Linked DNA regions of Sus scrofa: region 2 is linked to region 1. The links are chromatin contacts, called in public Hi-C maps. All regions are on one chromosome and are shown on one strand. The core of a region is the stretch at or near the end of the contact, and the rest is flanking DNA. Distances in the headings are between cores, read along the strand shown. Region 1 overlaps LOC106508926 (protein transport protein sec31-like). Region 2 overlaps ACYP2 (acylphosphatase-2).

Region 1 (3,480 bases), core at 684-3,183:
AGAGGGTGGTACAAAATGCCATTCCCAGAAATAACCAGTATTTACATTCTAATGACATATTAGATTTTTTTCCTTGCATATAAAGGCTCCATTTTTCATACCATTTTTGTAACTTTCTGCTTTTACTTATTGCCATATCTTAGAACACTTTCTGTATGAGTACATAGATTTCTACCTCATTTTTTTAGTGGTTTGTTTCCAGTTTTTGCTGTTAGGAACTATGCTGCAATTATCATCATCCATGAACATTTGTCTTTGTGTACTTATGTAAGTGTTTCTAGGTTACCTTCCCAGGAGAAAAATTTCTGGATCAACTTTGATATTGCAAACTTGCCGCAAAACATGATATCAGCAGTTCCCATTGTGGCTCGGCAGGTTACAAACCTGACTAGTATCCATGAGGATACAGAGTCGATCCCTGGCCTCGCCCAATGGATTAAGGATCTGGCATTGCCATGAGCTGTGGTATAGGTTGCAGACATGGCTCAGATCCTGTGTTTCTATGGCTGTGGTGTAGCCTGGCAGCTGCAGCTCTCATTTGACCCCTAGCCTGGGAACTTCTGTAAGCCACAAGTACAGCCCTGAAGAGCAAAAAATAAAAAAATAAAAATAAAAACATGACATCAATCAATACATTTACCAACAATCACATCTTATCCTGGCAATACTACTCTTTTTCATCTTTGCCAATTAGAAGTGAAAATTGCTATCTCATCATTTGAATTTTTAAACTATAGTGAAGTTGAGTATATTTTTATATGTTTATTTCCAGGAAATAAACATATATCCTTTGCTTATTTTCCCATAGAATTGTTTATCTTTTTATTATTGATTTGTGTGACTCATTTTTATAGTAAATAAGTTAGGTATTTGGGGAACTTTTTACTCTTTTTTTTTTCTTTTTTGGCTGCACCATGGCATATGGAAATTCCCCGGCCAGGGATCGAATCCAAGCGGGAGCTGTGACCTATGCCACACTGCAGCAACACCAGATCCTTAAACCACTGTATCAGTCCCAGGATCGAAGCCACTTCCCTGCAGCTGCAGAGACCCTGTGATCCTATTGTGCCACAGTAGGAACTCCTACCACTTTTTTTTGTATATGTAATTAATTATTTTTGTCCAGCTAATTGGGAGACCTAAGTAATATCCTGTGAAATATGTTCCAAAGAATATTCCTAAGTTCTCTTTGAAATTCCCATAATAGGGAAAGGAGCCAAAACACCCACTTGATTTAAATCTCTAGTGTGAATAAAATATGTTACGTATTCATAGACATACATGTATGTATAATTGGAAAGTGGTTTTTTTTAAAAAATGAACCGCATTAAGATCCTTCACACTTGGGCTGCAGTGGGTTATAGGTAGAGGCAGAAATTGTTCTGAGGCTGGAAATAGGCTGTGGATAATTAAATCCAGCATCCACAACTGGTCAAATCTTTTTATCCCCCTGCAATGGCTGGATATAGTTTGGAACTCATCACTCTAGAAGGTCTTAGGAAGCCCTGATAAGAAGAGCATCTTTAGGAGGTAGATTCTCTCCACTTGATTCTCTCTCACCTGAACAGCTGCGTTCACTTCCACAGTGGCTCTGCTGGCAGCCTCAGATTGTGCTGTTAGGGGCACTGCAGGCCTAGGTTCAATCTTCAGAAATCTTTCCAACAGAAAGGACTCATGGGCTCAAGTTTTGCTGTTTTTGTTTTGTCTTTCCTATCCCAACCAAGCTGGATTCCTTTTCTGACAACTTGAACCATGTCATTGCATTTCCTATGAATAAGATTATCAGCTTCAGAGATGCCTATATTTGGTGATAGTGAATTATGCTCAGCAGTTTTACAACATTCTCCTTAATCATCAATCCCGGTGCACTGGATGTGCTGGCTCTGGGCCTGGTACAAAAATTAAATATTAGTTGACCGAATGCTCTGTGTACATTGCTGCCAGCACCACTTAGGACACGTGATGAACTCTCCTGCCTCTCAGTGCTTCCCTCATGCCTCTGCCCTAAAAATAAAGCAATCCTTTCTTGTTTGGTGCTATTGACTCCTTGATAGAAAGAAAACAGGGAAAAAAAGTTCTCCCATTTTCGATAGCTCAGAGCTGGGTTTGTCAACACTCTGTAACACATTCAGGCACCAGTAATGAAACGGTTTTGCATGTTGCTCAGGGGGCGTTAGAATACATTTCCTTGCAATTTGATTTCACTTGTGTAGGTGGTTCATGAGGGCCAAAGATGTCCACCCCCAGCCCCCAACTGAGTCAAGGAATAGGAAATCGAGAAATCTGCATATACAGCCAAGAAATAGGAAATAAGGAAACAAACACACTCTCTGAGTGTGTTTCTGAGTGTGAAATCAACACATAATTGGCACTGGACAGAGATATGTAAAAATGTCCTTAAAGGGGCAGAATTAATTATCTAGTCTATGCCTTTAAGCCTTGACTGCTGTCCACACAAGCATAAATGCATATCCAAAGAAAAAAAATTCACATTACTTGTAAAAGGAAACATAGAAATGTTACATGACAGCTTTTTTTGGTTGTTATATAATATGGATATATTAATTTTGTCTCATCACTGTTATTCTTTCCATCTGCCTTTTTTCCCATGGAAGATACTCATTGGAATAAAAATATTTTTTCCTTTTATTTTGTTTTAAGTGTTCTACTTGCTAACAGAATGGATATTCTTCAGAGCTGTATTTAAACATACTCGTCTGACTTGGTTGGACTAGAACCTCCAATAGCTACTCAATTTAGGCTCCAGCTGAAATATTTTGATAAGGAAAAACAGGAAATCGCTCCACAAACAAAGGTACATTCAGGATGGAATCAAAACTTTTCCTTCATGGGAAATAGACTAGCAATGTCTCTGATTTCTTTTGACCAGAAAAGAGCTGGCATAGAATATGGCTTATTTTGCTACTGTTAAATTCATTCAGATTAGGTCTTATGAATGAAACATACAGACTATATATGCTTTGGTTGGATTCCTCAGCAGCTGTCCAACAAATGAGGCTTCATAAACAGAATGTTGAGAAAAATAGTTCTGTTGCTTCATGGACACACCCATAACACACCCATAGTATGGTCTCCCTACTCCCTGGGCTTACACATACCCTGTAGTACATGGGGAACAGTCAGCAATCAAATACATGTTGATTTGAATTTCTAGAGATTTTAACTTAATTTTGACAATTACACTTGATGTCACCCTACCACCTTACCAGTAAGAAGAAAAAACAAAAGAAAAAATAAAACAAAAAACTGCAATACTCCTCATCCTTCTGATTTGAGTGATGATGCCATGATGACTTAAATTGCTTTTCATACTTTGCAGAAGAATTTAAATAGCTCAGATGTTTCACTCTTGAAAAAGTGGTTACTAGTCACACATAGGAACTACTTCCTTTAAGAAATCTCTTAAGGATGTTTATAATTTATTGCTGGACTTGTTCAGAGTAGCATGCAAATCCACTT
Region 2 (3,480 bases), core at 588-3,087, 210 kb after region 1:
TCTTAAGTAATCCAGAACATGGCCTCTGTGAGGGCCATATTCTATCCATCCACATGATTCCCTCCCCCACTAACACACATGGATGAAACATGAATCTACTTTTCAAACTCATAGGAAGCAGTATGACACACAGGTTAAGGGTGTGGTTTGTGCAATCAGGTTTCCCAGGTCTGAAAGCTAGCAGAACTTTAGGATTCTTAATCCCTGTATACCATCATAATTTCTTCATCTCTAAAATAGGGATAAAGACAGCACCTGCTTCACACACAAAAAAAATCTAAATGTTATATATACTAGTGTCAAATAAATAATGAGTGCCACTTAAATGTTAGTTGTTGCCATTATTATTATTCTTATCTACCCATTTACAGAATGATAATCTGAATTACTGTCTTTAGTCCTTGTATTGCTGAAGCTCTGCCTGATCCTATATGTCTATTCATTTCTGATCTGTTTCCATACTTCATATAAATTCCTCCTTCCTAATTTATAGTAAATGTGATCACTTTCCCAAAAGAAAGTTAATAAGGCATTGAAATTCATTAGTTCCATCTATCTTCATTTCATTTCAAAGAACTAGGAGCTATTGTTAAATCAGCCTGAGCCTGTCCATACTTCTCTTTTTCTGTGATAAGATGCTACTTTTATAGCCACTCTGTCATCAGGGCTTATCTTGAAGAGCAGCTGTGGTTTAGCTTTTTGAGCAAAAGATTTGGAAGTTCTGCAAAATCAAACCAAGATGGCGGCAGCTTTGCATACTGACTGGTTCCATTCTGACAAGGCCAATTGGACCCTCAATCCCGGAATTTTTAAGCTGTGATCTCAGAGGAGGAATCTCAAAATGATCATGTGTAGACCTCTGTATCACATTTCATAGTCTCAAATATTTGTGGAATTTTTATAAAATATGAATAAAAATGAAGATTAAATGATGTAACATCCATTTACATGATTCTGTTCTTATTCTATGCAATACTGGTACCACCCTTCATATGCATAATAATGCCTTAGTTAATAAAGCCTTAAAATATCACTATTTCTGATATTTTAAGGCTTTATCACAAAGAGTATGACATGTATGACATCTTTAGAAGCAGAGGAGCCAGAAATAATGTGCACACTCCATAAGCAAAAGAAATAAGAGATAGAAAAAGTGGTTTACTCCAACCTCCTAAAGAAGAATTGAACAAAATTCCCAGTCCCTAAACATCTAATACTTGGCTAAACTGCCTGGGGTTGGGGTAGGGATGGGGGAGGAGGGCAGGACAGTTATTCATTTTTTGAAAAAAGATGCTCTAAACACACACAGGTATTAAGGCTGAATTTAAAATTCAATGTATCTTCACATGCCTGGTCCAATTTGAAACTGTGAAGCACTCAACTTCCAAATTCAGTTCACATTCACTATTTGTACCAAATGGCTTGCAAACAGACCTTCAGAATATAAGTATCTTTGCCAAAATAACAGGCTTTTACCCAATTTCATAGACTTAGGCAGCTTATCATAATTCCATTATTTTTTGGAGAAAAACTGTATCACACTTCTTTAAGCATTTCTTAAGTGTGCTACTAAGAATTAACCAGGATAGCAGGAATGCTGTATAATTTTCAATGCCATCAAAAATTATTCCTAAATCAGAGCTTTACCATGTGCTTCATAGTTACTGTTAAGTGTTGATTCATTGGAAGGTAGTGACAAGGGTTTAGTGGAGGAAGTAGCCACTGCCAAATCTAAACCTGAGTCAAGAACATGGAATCATAGAAGACTGTGTTCCACTCCAGGGCTGAACTCTGTCACCTCTTCCAGTATTTACTTCCCCCCTCTTTGGTTTCACTTAAGGGTTGGTTACTCAAACTCATCTTGTGACCCGTGGCCTATGAGTTACCCTGCTGTTAGTTTTCAGGAGAAGAGCTCAGAACGTACATTCACAGCTGTTTAAAATTAACACTTCTTTCTTATCAGAAACAGCTCAACTCTTTTCCTGACATCAACACATTATTGAAAATTCTGCTCTGTAAATTCTTTGTCCTTCCTGACTCTGCCCTTTATTACTGCCTACAGCCAGTAATAAGAATGGATTGTCTGTCAGAGGAAACTGTGGCCTCACCAATGCATATAAAAATTCCAGATGTTCAGCATCTTTAAATGATGGCTCCAGACTTATCCAGTTGAATCAGTTTTTACTCAATTGGGTATTTAAATATTTTTGGTTTTGAATACTGAATGTAGAGTTGGCTAAGCACCCAGGTCACCACGTGAATTTACAGTGATGGTGAGTACTTGGGTCACACTGGTACAAGTCTGTGATTTCTGCAGTAAATACAAACAAGTAAGACTGGAGTGTATATACGAGACTTCATTTTCTCAAAAACTTTCCTATATTTTCTCTAAATATTTATGTTCAAGTAGGCACCAAAGTGGTAACTCTACTGGAATACAACATTAATCAGACACAGTAGAGAATTTATTTAGGCCCAGATTATCCTCAGCCCCTTCAGCCCCTGGACTTTCTGCAGTAAGGTTCCCAGGCTAGGGGTCAAATTGGAGCTGTAGCCACTAGCCTACATCAGAGCCACAGCAACATGGGATCAGAGCCACATCTGTGATCTATACCTCAGCTCAGGGCAATGCTGGATCCTTAATCCACTAAACAAGGCCAGGGATCGAACCCACATCCTCATGGATACTAGTCATATTTGTTATTGCTGAACAACAACAGGAACTCCTGCAGTGAGGTTTTATTTTTATATTACTCAATGGATTTATAACATTTATAGCTGTCCAATGAACATCACAACCCAATGGCAGTGAGTTTTTAATCCTAGGTTACAGTCCATGTATTACTTGGTATCTTCTGGAAAGCTCCCCTCCCCCACTGCTGTATAATCAGAAAGCGAAGGTCCATTTTACTATTTGTCTCAGAAAATAAGAGAAAAAATCCTTTAGGTATTCCAGAGCCAAAAAATGATTATCGCTAATTGGGAGTAGTCTTTGTCATTGGGTCCTCATTAGTATGAATAATGTATTACCCATTTATTTCCATTAAAAATTGTCAAAAAATAAAGATCACTAGCAATTTAACTTTTGAATGCAAAAGATGCAATTTAAATGATGCCCAAAGACTTAGTGTCCCATAATAAGAACACAAGCGAGAAAGTAAAAACTCATGGTGACAGTAAGGTCCTTGAAACCTAAAAAAACCATATAGGAAAGCTGAAACACGACAAAACTGAAAAGAAGCAGCTAGTCCTGTCACTCCTCATCTTTTAAAAGAAAAAAAAAGTGTTATTACAGGATTTTGTTTGCAACAAATCATTTTAAATACCTTTAATATTTTTTTCTGTGTGATTTAAATGGTTAAAAATATGGATTATTTTAAATTGTCCTAATGACAGAAAAAAACAGGCAATACCCAGTCACAAGAACCAGTTTCTTTTCTGCTCCAATCACACTCTGCCCAGCCCTTCTCCTGGCTTAGC

Evidence for each region. A called contact is a pair of places that touch in the nucleus more often than the background predicts.
Region 2: a contact with region 1 is called in a Hi-C map of subcutaneous adipose tissue, with 1.6 times the contacts expected there. A contact is called at or near these places in 1 of 47 Hi-C or Micro-C datasets (subcutaneous adipose tissue) and 1 of 2 datasets of targeted methods (skeletal muscle).

The regions. Positions count from the first base shown.
Region 1 is chr3:86,803,103-86,806,582 of Sscrofa11.1, forward strand. All of the region lies in intron 2 of LOC106508926 (protein transport protein sec31-like), which reads left to right. Among named protein-coding and RNA genes, the nearest start is that of SPTBN1, 21 kb to the left of the region's middle.
Region 2 is chr3:87,015,199-87,018,678 of Sscrofa11.1, forward strand. The region is part of intron 4 of ACYP2 (acylphosphatase-2); the gene reads right to left. Among named protein-coding and RNA genes, the nearest start is that of C3H2orf73, 93 kb to the left of the region's middle.